Regions from separate parts of the Mus musculus genome. Here regions 2 and 3 are each linked to region 1. Evidence: chromatin contacts called from public promoter capture Hi-C data. All regions are on one chromosome and are shown on one strand. Each heading gives the region's core, a stretch centred on a gene start, on an enhancer-like site or on the middle of the called end of the contact. The rest is flanking DNA. Distances are from core to core; before and after follow the strand shown.

Region 1 (3,908 bases), core at 571-3,070:
TGCCTTGCACTTTGTAGAGATGCAGCGTTAGACAGAGTGCCAAGTGAAGTCAACACATACTCTAGTGAAGAAACAAACAGAAAGGGAGAGCGCCCCTCCTCGGTGCCTATTTACATAAAAACTGCAAACATATGTTGTTGGTAAAGAATGATGTTCACTTGTAGAAGACCCAGTTCTCTTCAAAGGAGTCAGTGCAAGCAAAAACAGTAACTAGTTACAACAGAGAAGCAGGCAACTGTTGCTGCTGTGGGACACTCCAAACACTTTCTTTTGGCATTTCACGGAAGCTATTGAGTTCAGAGTGCATCTGAAGTGCAAAGGACCCATATGCATATTAAAATACTTATAAGCACAAAACACATGTTATACAAATATTATATATTAACCATTCCTTGCTAAGTACATTTGGTAGAGAATTATTTTATTAATAAGTTACTAAAGAATGTCACTGTCACCTGGTACTTACACACACACACACAAACACACACACACACACACACACACACACACACACATGCTCACATATAAACACACAAGGGAGGCATGAGTATCTCTGTATTTAAAACATCATAACTTTAAAAGTCTAAAAGCCAAAAATTAAAACCATGTTAGCTACTCCATTTTAACAGCACCAAGGAATTACAGGCAATCACAAAGGCATTCATCACAAAGTGTGACCTTTAGACAATCTGCCAACAATCCAAAACATGAAGGTTTCAACAGAAACCACTTTCAAGTGGAGAGATTTCTGTATATGGCCACATGATTTTTATAATTGGAAAATAAGGGTTTTTTTTTTCCAACATGGGAATGATTCAAATGTAGGTGTCTAGGTGATACTGGGACCTGGTTTCATTTTGATTAGGTATCCAGCTGGTCAGGGTTAGCCCAGGATCACCCCAAGTGGGTCTCAAACCTTTCCTCCCCAGAGATTTGCGACCTGCCTACGGAAAAGGCATCTCATAGCATTGTGTAACACATCTTTGGTTGTTGGCTGGTTTAGAAGGCTGGTGACAGTAGGGAAGAGAAAAATGCCACGGGCCAGAGGGGGGGAAACAAACCAACACTACAGGGCTCCCTGCAGCTGTTGTCCATCTCTCCCTCTTCCACCATCTCCCTCTTCTTCCTTTGAACTTTGGTGCAACTGAGCTTTTAAACGTCAATTCACGTGAAAACACAAACAGGGATGGCGATGCAAACAGCAGAACGAAGGCAGGGGGGTTGAGGGGTGTTGAAGAAAGTAGGCCTAGCTCCTAAGGGTACTCTGTTGGGGGTAGCGGGCCATGCGAAGCCGGAAGCATTGTTGTGTCCAAAGAAGGATCTAAAGAGGAGGATGGGCCCCATAGTAAAGCTCAATCAAACTAGTAGGGAGGTGGGAAAAGAGCCCCCTTCCCCGCCCCCCAAAGCGGACGAATGGAGAGGGAGAAAGCCAAGTGGGTACTTGGCGGCGTCCCCCACGCCCTAAGGCTTATGCAAGGGTACCGGGTGCCTCTGGCACTGGACAGAGAAGGGGACCACGCCGCGCCTTACCGGTTCTCTTGGTAGAGCTCCGGGACCCACACAAAGAAAGAGCAGAGGAGCCAAGGCCTCGGGCTCCGCTGCTTCCTGGTTCAAGCGAGGCGGCCGCAAGCGTAGGCGCGGCCAGGGCATGGAAGGCGTAGGCGGGCTCCGTCTCCCGGGCCCGGTGCCCAGCCCACTCCTCACCTGCTCCGCGGCGGCCGCTTTCTCCTCCTCGGGGCCGAGGCAGGGTCAGAGTCCTACCCCAAGCAGCCGGACTCCGCAGCGCCGCTGCTGCCGCTTTAAATGTCGCTCCAGTTTCCGCCGACGTCAAAGCGGCTTCCACGGACGCGGCTCGGGCGCCGGGCTCCGCCGACAGAGGGCGCAGCGTGGGAGGCGTGGCTTCCTCGCCTTCCTCTTCCGAGAGCAGCCCGGGGTTGTCCGGAAGAGCGCGAAGCCCGCCTTCGGCTCTTTCCGTGACTGCGAAGCATTTTTCTAAGTGTTCTGTGATTCTCTTAAGAGCTCGGCTCCGTGAGACAGACAAAGATCCGATGACACTGTTAGGAGTGGCAGGGAGGCTAGTCTTGTTTGTTCAAACTCCCTTAAGTCCCGAGGGCTTAAAAATGTTCAGAGGTTGTATAAATTCCAGTTCTTTTGCATGTTTGAAGTCTGCCCTGTTAGCCTGTTGCTTGGATAACAAGCCACCTTGAATACAATCTGCATACTAAAATTTAACTCATACTAATTCAAATTGTAGGATAACAAGAAAACCACATTACACTGTCTACTTTTAAGAAGAAACCTGTGTTCTGATAACTCTTGTTAATCGAATGTTAAATGGTGCATGCAATATCTTGTTAACTGCATATCTATTAACATAGAGATCACATTTGATCTGCAGCAAATATACTCCAGGCCCTGTGGGATAGAAAAGCAGATAAGACAAGTTTCTCTCATTTCAGAGGGCTCGGCAGGTACATACACACGAATAAAAGTATTTTAAAAGTATAGAACTACAGAGAAGGAATAACAAACCAAATAGTGTCAAATGAGCCCTACCTTGAAAGGCAATAATATTTGTATTGTTTATCATTATTTTTTAAAATATTTTTTATTATGTATTTTCCTCAATTACATTTCCAATGCTAGCCCAAAAGTCCCACACACACCCCCCCACTCCCCTACCCACCCAGTCCCACTTTTTGGCCCTGGCGTTCCCCTGTACTGGGGCATATAAAGTTTGCATGTCCAATGGGCCTCTCTTTCTAGTGACGGCGACTAGGCCATCTTTTGATACATATGCAGCTAGAGTCAAGAGCTCCAGGGTACTGGTTAGTTCATAATGTTGTTGCACCTACAGGGTTGCAGATCTCTTTAGCTCCTTGGATACTTTCTCTAGCTCCTCCATTGGGGGCCCTGTGATCCATCCAATAGCTGACTGTGAGCATCCACTTCCGTGTTTGCTAGGCCCCGGCATAGTCTCACAAGGGACAGCTATATGAGGGTCCTTTCAGCAAACTCTTGCTAGTGTATGCAATGGTGTCATCGTTTGGAGGCTGATTATGGGATGGATCCCTGGATATGGCAGTCTCTAGATGGTCCATCCTTTTGTCTCAGCTCCAAACTTCGTCTATATAACTCCTTCCATGGGTGATTGTTCCCAATTCTAAGGGGCAAAGTGTCCACACTTTGGTCTTCATTCTTCTTCAGTTTCATGTGTTTTGCAAATTGTATCTTATATCTTGGGTATACTAAGTTTCTGGGCTAATATCTACTTATCAGTGAGTACATATCATTTGAGTTCTTTTGTGATTGTGTTACCTCACTCAGGATGATGCCCTCCAGGTCCATCCATTTGGCTAGGAATTTCATAAATTCATTCTTTTTAATAGCTGAGTAGTATTCCATTGTGTAAATGTACCACATTTTCTGTATCCATTCCTCTGTCGAGGGGCATCTGGGTTCTTTCCAGCTTCTGGCTATTATAAATAAGGCTGCTATGAACATAGTGGAGCATGTGTCTTTCTTACCAGTTGGAACATCTTCTGGATATATGCCCAGAAGAGGTATTGTGGGATCCTCCGGTAGTACTATGTCCAATTTTCTGAGGAACCACCAGACTGATTTCCAGAGTGGTTGTACAAGATTGCAATCCCACCAACAATGGAGGAGTGTTCCTCTTTCTCCACATCCTCGCCAGCATCTGCTGTCACCTGAATTTTTGATCTTAGCCATTCTGACTGGTGAGAGATGGAATCTCAGGGTTGTTTTGATTTGCATTTCTCTGATGATTAAGGATGCTGAACATTTTTTCAGGTGCTTCTCAGCCATTCAGTATTCCTCAGGTGAGAATTCTTTGTTTAGCTCTGTGCCCCATTTTTTAATGGGGTTATTTGATTTTCTGGAGTCCA
Region 2 (3,908 bases), core at 776-3,275, 1.3 Mb after region 1:
GCCGGGTGTGGTGGCGCACGCCTTTGATCCCAGCTACCAAAGGAGAAAGGCAAACAGCAACCTCTCCATATTACCTACAATACTGTTATGCCTGAAAAAAAAATGCTAGTGCAATGGTGGCATAACCAACCAATGTTTGATTTGACTTAAAGCCCACCCCACAAGATGGAAAGCATATCTGATACTAGTTAGATGATCAAGAACCAGAGACTAGCCGGGCAGCGGTGGCACACGCCTTTAATCCCAGCACTCAGGAGGCAGAGGCAGGTAGATTTCTGAGTTCGAGGCCAGCCTGGTCTACAGAGTGAGTTCCAGGACAGCCAGGGCTGTACAGAGAAACCCTGTCTCGAAAAAAACAAAAAACAACAACAACAAAAAAAAGTTAAAGCCTAAATCGTTTGTTATGCACCTCTTGATATAAACTCAACATTCAAGTAGACTGGATACCGGCCAAACGGGGGCTACTGTGAGGCAAATCTCAATTCTGAAACTGCTTTGAGATTATCAGTCAGAGGATCTAACCGGAAACACACACTGTAAATGAATTGAAAACTCAAGGAACAACATTATACTGAAATTAGACATGGAAGAGCATCTCTAAAGAAGTGAGGCTCGTGACCTTAGTGACATTGCTCAAGCCAGGCAGGCAACTGTATGTCAGAGAAGCTTGCATCCATTCAGCACTAAACAAGCCACACACTAAGCACTGCTGAACACACTTCTTGCCCTGGGGATGGAACGCTTTGTGGACCAGATGGTTGCTGGTGAACTGGTTTCCTGCTGCATTATCTCTGTGGGGGCTAAAGTTAGCAAGAAGGCTGCTCAAACCTCCACAACCCTGAATACCAGCGCTGTGGCACTTCTTTTAAAAAGTGACTACTTTCACCCAGGATGGATTAAACGGGGGGGGGGGGAGACGACACAAACGAACGGAAAAAGTGAAGTTTTGATTAAGCCTAGGTCTAGCCAGAACAATCCGCCACACACTGAATTTCACTTGAGCCTTTGGTGGTCAGAGGTGGCAGGGGCAAAGCCGCTTCTTTAAGTGGGGGGCGCTTGCTGATACCCGGGACCCCCTTTCCCCTGAAGAGTAGGCTCCTGAAAGGTGGGCTAAGAAACTCTCTTACCATCCTCAAACGGGGTCCCTTCGGGCCTGCAACACAGAATAAAAACAAAAACAAGAGCCCGTTAGTGCCGGCTCAGAGGGTCCCCGCCTCCCCGCAGCCTCAGAGGCGGCGGCTCTGTCAAGGTTTCCCATCCCTGCCGCCTGGTCCGTCCCGCACCGCTGTCCCGGGTTAGGAAAAGGCGGCGCAGGCCGCCGCAGCCTCCGCTGCCCCTCGCCACCAAGAACCCCAAAGAGTTCCCCTAGCAGAGAGAAGGCAGCTAATCGAGGCAGAGGCTCCGGGGAGGCGCCTAGGCCCAAGCAACCCCAACTCTCTTCCCCTTTCCCCCCATGCGCGGCTCGTCTAGGGGCCGGCCCCGGTCCTCCCTGCCCCGGTCGCCGGCGAGAGCCGGCCCGCAGACTCACCCAAAAATGACCGCATTCCAAACCATTATGTTGTTCTCCGACGGAGCCCCGCTCACTCCGGCCGGAGGATCTTCCTGTAACCTTCAGAAACAGACACACAGCGGCTGCCCTCAGCCCCGCGATTCGCCGCCGGGATCCCCCTCCCCATCACACCCGGAGCCGCTCCGCTTCGGGCTCCGCCCTGTGCCCCCCGGCAGGCAGGCAGGCAGGCGGGCAGGCAGGCCGCCCCCTCGAGCGCCTGGCCCTCGCGGACGCGGGTTACCTCTTGAAGTCCCTCATGAGGCGGCGCCGGGCCGGGGTCGACATGGCTTTAGCGGGCTCAGCAGTCGGGCATATACCAGGGTCCGCGGTCCCCGAGGAAGCCGAGGAAGCCGGAGAAGCCGAGGAGGCGCCGAGAGGGACGGCACTGCCGCTCCGGAGCCGAGGGTCGGTCTGGCGCCGGCTAAGCACCACCCCAGAGTAGACGGGGGCCGAACCAACCTGGGGAGAACGCGCGGGGGGGTGCGGGGAACGCCTTACGCCCGGCGGACCGTACCAAGGCGGCCACGGGGCGGGGAGAGCCAAAGTTGACCTGTCAATCACGTCCCACCTGAGAGCCCTGGCCCTGGACCTAAGGGAGGAGGTGGCCAAGTTCCCTGGGGGAAAAGGCTAGGCGGGAAGCAAAGGAAACCTTCAAGTCCCGGTGATTTAACAGGGAGCAGCGCGGGCCCCACTTGCTGACTTGAAGAGGAACCCCTGCGAAGTTTTCTTTTTATAGGTACTTACTTTTTTTCGGGAAGGAGGGGCTCTTTTTCTATCTTTTTTCCCCCTCTGTTGAGACAGAGTCTCCTATAGGCCAGAGAACCTCGAACTCACTGTGTCGTTGAGCATGATTTTGAACTCCTGACTCTCCTGCTTTCACCTCCCAAATGCTGGGATTACAAGAGTGCACCACCATGCCAGTCTTTTAATTACTTCTTGTTTTGTTATTGGTTCCCCCTTCTTCCTCCACTTATTTGTTGATTGATTGATTGGCTGATTGATTGTAGGGTTGGTCTCTTGTAGTATCTAATGTAACACAGGCTAACTCAGACTCACTGTGAATCCCAGAGGCTGGACTTGGAGGTCACCTCAGCCTGCCAGGAATATGTCTTTAACCTTTCTTCTGTTTTGACAAAGAATGAATTATTAAACTGCCAACTACTGTTTAGGGTCGGGGAAAGAGGCGAGAAGATTAGTTGAAAGAAAAGAGTGGAGGAAAGACTTGGCACAGGCAAAGCAGTTCTCCAAAGGCAAGGATGTTAGGGTCACAGTCCTGTAGACACGAGAGGCTGGGGTAACTGCTTAAAGTCATGGGGAAAGTAATATAAATAAATAAATAAATAAATAAATAGCTCTTGAGTATGAAAATGGACTTTGGGTCCATCTTCTTTGAGATGAGGGTGCACAATTCAAACCCAACTTTTAACCCTAGGACTGAATGAAATGATGTTGGGGGGCAGTGGCAGAAATGAGAGCTTCGCCGTGGTGGCGCACGCCTTTAATCCCAGCACTCGGGAGGCAGAGGCAGGCGGATTTCTGAGTTCGAGGCCAGCCTGGTCTACAAAGTGAGTTCCAGGACAGCCAGGGCTACACAGAGAAACCCTGTGTCGGAAAAAAAAAAAAAGAAAGAAAAGAAAAGAAAGAAAGAAAGAAAAAAAAGAAATGAGAGCTTCTCCCAGGGAAAATAGACTTTTTACAATCTCTATGGGTACTCACAATTTGTCTCTGGAACCACATTTCCCCTTGGTAATTCAGCAAGCCAAGCAGCTAGTTTAGAAGAGTCTGAGGTATGAGCTTATCCAGCTGGAGAGTATTGGAAGGACCGGAGGCGGCAAGGAGAGGCAGGGCGCACAGGAAAAGCTGCAAGTCTCAGGCAAGCCTCCCAGGGAGTATAGGGACCTGCAAAAGCAAGAACAGTTTCAAAGAAGCATTTTCAAAGATCAACCCAAAAGTCACTTAGTGGGCAGACAAGGATGCTGGAAATTATGAGAAAGGCAGGTTTGAGTTAAATCTGGGAGAGTTTTGAATGCCAAGCTAATGGAATCCTTGGAAGGTAGTGGAGGCAGGAAGCGACACCATTAGAGCTGGGCATTCAGAATCTTCTCCCTAGAGAGCAAGAAAGTAGCTGCAGGGCTCTTTTGCTACTGTGGAGGAGAAACACTGTATCAGGCAATCTCACCTCCCAGAGACAAGCGCATCCTTTACCATGGGAACTACTACAGCTTCAGTCTTCAACAGAGATTTTCTTTCCCATTAAATCCTGCTCACATTTTGAAATCAATCTCTCTCTCTCTCTCTCTCTCTCTCTCTCTCTCTCTCTCTCTCTCGGAGAGCCCAGTCTTCTATAGTCATCAGAGAA
Region 3 (3,908 bases), core at 959-3,458, 1.1 Mb after region 1:
AGAATAAACTTCATATCACCTAAAAGTACAAATGCAAATCTCATCCAATCACTTAACATTCCAGTAAATCCTTTACTCCTCTGAAACTGGATCTCATAGGACAGGGTCTAGCTAGTCTTCAACTCCTAGTGGTTCTGACCCTCTCTCAAGTGTTGGGATTAGAGACATGATCCTGGCTCAGCATTTGCTTTTCAACTGACACACTCCATGGGTACCATCCCAGAGGTCTCTAACAGATCAGGACTGTTTCACTTATGGATGTTATTACACCCTTAAAAGCCTTGTTACTGATTTCCCTGTCCCTTGTGGGCCGCTGCTCCAACTCGGGGCCTCGGGTTTGCTAGGCAAGCATTCTTCCCCTGAGCTCAGCTCCAGCTTCTGCGGATTTTTAATGATGAAGAAGCGAAGCTAGGAAAGGTCTCACTTGCCCAAGACCATCCTGCTTCACCACAAACAAAACCTTCACACTCAGGCAGGGCAATGCGGAAACTTGCCCTTTTTTTTTCTTATACTGTATTTCTTCCCCTGCTGGGGGAGGAAAAAAAAACATGAAGCATCTCTCAACTGTTGGAAAGTTAACTTGCCCCTCGATGCCTGTAATACTTGAAATTTTACCATTTTGAAACACATGGTACAGGGCCTAAGACCTAATTTTTAACAAGCATAATAAACTTCATACATATCAGATACTATGACTAATGCAGCAACATGAGCCTCTCTCAGGATATCACTCTACCTCAGGCCTACCTTGAATTAACTCTGTAGTACAGGCTGGCCTCGAATTACTTGTGACAGTCCTACCTCGGCTTCCTGAACGCTAGGATTACAGGAGTGAGACATCATGCATGCCCAGCTTTTGAATTTAAATATGTCTTGAGGCATGGCCTCATGTAGACCAAGGCGGCCGTAAATTTGCTACGTCGATGAGAATGAGTGTTCTGACTTGCCTCAAGAGTCTCACAGTTGTTGCTACTAAAGATTTGTGAGTCTTTTTAAACTAAGAATTCCATTAGAGGAAATCCAATCTCATTCCCACATTGGTTTGCATGGTCAACACGGCTGAGACCACTTGCCAAGACTTTTCCCAACATAGCCTCATCTAATTATTCTTTTCCCTCAAAACCAATACATATACTTAATTACAATACTTCCCAGTTCACTGCAAAACGTTTCCACTGAAATATCCTCTTGTCTCAATTTTTTCTGTTTGTTCATGCAACAAGAAACAGCTGCCATGCCTACCAAGAGGCAGGCACTACTAATTCTGTGATCAATAAAAGTCACAAACCTCTATTTCCGTTTAGTGAGGAATAAAGACAGGTGCACGGATAATGACACCAAGGCATACAATAGCCTCTTACTTTCCCAGTAGGGGTAAGTAGGTAGTGGGAAACCAGGGCCTCTTATGAAGGAGTCTAGGGATGAATGAAAATGTAAGTTAGAAAGGATAAATAAAAAAGGTCACGGGGTGAACTGAAGAAAGAGATGAAAAAGGTGCGAGGCGGATGGGAAGCGAAATAAAACAGAAACAATGAACAAGCTGGACTCAAAGGCAGGCAGAATGACCCAAGAGAGGGTGCGGCGATTTCACTCACTTCTGCCGGAGACTCTCCTCCCTTTCCTTGTCCAGCAGGCTAGGCCATGGCTTGTCGCCCCCGTAGGGACGCGAGTAGCCGCCGTAATAGGCGGACGAGGATGCAGAAGCAAACGGGGCGCTCCGCTGTGCCGAGGGCCGTTCGCGAGAGCGCGATCGAGAGCGGGAGCGGTAAGATTGGTTTCGGGAGCTTTGGCTGAAGCCACTCAGCGAATGACTGAGGCCATTCCGGTCGCCGAACCGAGAACAAGAGCGCGAGCGAGACCGGCGACACCGCGGGGAGCGGGAAGATTTGATGGATTTGGGGCTCCGCGATGGACTGCGACGCTTCGCCCCGGAGGCCTCCCGTTCAGGGCTACGCGAGCCCGATACAGGAGCCATGGTGGGGGAAGCTGAAGCTACCAAGGGGCGGGACAAGGAGGCGCTCTCGCGACCCCCAAAGGTCCCGGACACCTAGGGTCCTAGAGCTTGCAGCCGACCAAATCCGAAAAAAAGCAAGCAAACAAACAAACAAACAAAAAAACCAACTTGGAAACAGTTCCGTGTACAGCGGTAAACCCCTTCCCCCGGACCCAGAGTCCTTGCCGCCAACAGGAAGGGATTTGTGTACCTCTATATAGAAGCCGGCCAGGAAACTGAGGCTACGCTCTCATCCAGTTCCTAGTGAGGTTTCTGAAACCTAAACCGCACTGGATGCCTGAAAGAACATTGCGATGAATGAGACAAGTATTTCATTGAGTAGCCATATAAGCAACACCGCCAATTCTCCCTTTATTTAGTGTGGGACGATCTTTGCCTGTATAGTGTGCGCGTATGAATCTGTGTATGTATTATAACCCCCACTCCCACTCTTTTTTTTTTAATCCCAAGCAAACAAAAGATCATGATTAGGGTTAAGCTTTAATCTAAGATCATTGTTGTCCAGTTCACTTAGAAAGCATACATTCTGATAACTTCAGTCTGTTATACTCCGATTAATTTAGCGACCCAGAGGAAAATCTTAGTACGTAGGTTCAAGCCACCCATCTCTACAAATGTCCCACAAAACGAAGTTATCAAGCCCCTTCAACTAGTCCATCATACACTAGCCCAGCAAAATATAAGGTAGACGATTAATAGTTGTATGTATTAAGTATTTTTAGGCAAAAGAGCATTCAAATATTAATTTTGTTTTTAATTTTTTTGAAATTGAAATGTAATTGTGTCATTTTCCCCTTTCTACCTCCAACCATTCCTGCGTGCCTCCTCTTGCTCTTTTAAACTCATTGCCTCTTTTTCTTTATTTGTCATTACATGTACCTGTAACTATAGCTGTTGTAATGTTTTCACCAGAGAAGACTACTTAGATATGGGTTTTAGCCAATAGAAAGTCACACACGCCGGGGCGGTGGTGGCCCATGCCTTTAATCCCAGCACTTGGGAGGCAGAGGCAGGAGGATTTCTGAGTTCAAGGCCAGCCTGGTCCACAGAGTGAGTTCCAGGACAACCAGGGCTACACAGAGAAACCCTGTCTCGAAAAAAAAAGTTGCGCGCGCACACACACACACACACACACACACACACACACACACACACACGTCCTGTGTTGATATACTTCAGTTAACAAGAACATGTCCAAAAGTGAAACTACAGAAGCCAACAGGGAAGGTCAGTACCTTTAGGAATATTCCCAGAACTATGTACTTTGATCTTTTGTCTTTTGTTTTGGCAGGTGATACTGTCTACATGCTGAATGTTGCAGCCTGAATGGTACTTCCATCATGGAGTCAGTTGTGCTAAGGTCTGGGGACCTACTAAGGTCTAGAGCCCTGTTACAATAACCTGCTCAGAGCATATATTAACCGTATGTTTATGATTTCAGGACCGACCATTTGGTATTGGATAATCAGCTGAGGGAAGACTATTTCTCCTGGCTCTCAGCATTACCTAGTTGCCTGTAGTTCTTTGTCTAGGGTTAGAGCCTCGTGAGATTTTCCCATAATCTATCTTCTGGTGTCATCCTTGTCAGGTCTTGCTTAAGTAGCCATGTTGCTGAGACTTCATAGTTTCTCTGACATTTCTAGGGGATGCAGTCTGAGAGCAAACTTCTTGGTCTCTTACACTCTTTCTGCCCACTCCCTTCCTCCATGATCCCTGAGCCATAGATGCAAGGGTTAGGTTGCATATGGATCAGTCTGGGCTGGGCACCACAGGATTACTTGTTCTCTGTGATGGGTGCAGTACATATTTCATTGAGTAGTCACATGAATAGCTCCACCAAATTTGATTTTTCTGTGTGGTGCTCTCTGTCTTTTGTAAAGATAAGTTTCTTTAA

Evidence for each region. Promoter capture Hi-C pulls out the DNA fragments that hold promoters and counts their contacts.
Region 2: a promoter capture Hi-C map of erythroid cells shows a contact between it and region 1, with 16 times the contacts expected there. The contact joins the promoter of Ube2a here to the promoter of Zbtb33 in region 1. A contact is called at or near these places in 2 of 39 promoter capture datasets (erythroid cells and liver).
Region 3: a contact with region 1 is called in a promoter capture Hi-C map of hippocampal neurons, with 7 times the contacts expected there. The contact joins the promoter of Nkap here to the promoter of Zbtb33 in region 1. A contact is called at or near these places in 2 of 39 promoter capture datasets (cranial neural crest and hippocampal neurons).

Annotation. Positions count from the first base shown.
Region 1 is chrX:38,187,705-38,191,612 of GRCm38.p6, reverse strand. Zbtb33 (zinc finger and BTB domain containing 33) reads right to left here and starts at 1,820. Exons shown (of 2, transcript NM_020256.2): 1 at 1,531-1,820.
Region 2 is chrX:36,872,412-36,876,319 of GRCm38.p6, reverse strand. It overlaps Ube2a (ubiquitin-conjugating enzyme E2A), which reads right to left and starts at 2,025. Exons shown (of 6, transcript NM_019668.4): 1 at 1,791-2,025; 2 at 1,529-1,609; 3 at 1,128-1,153. The coding sequence starts at 1,834.
Region 3 is chrX:37,125,063-37,128,970 of GRCm38.p6, reverse strand. Nkap (NFKB activating protein) reads right to left here and starts at 2,208. Exons shown (of 9, transcript NM_025937.4): 1 at 1,596-2,208. The coding sequence starts at 1,975.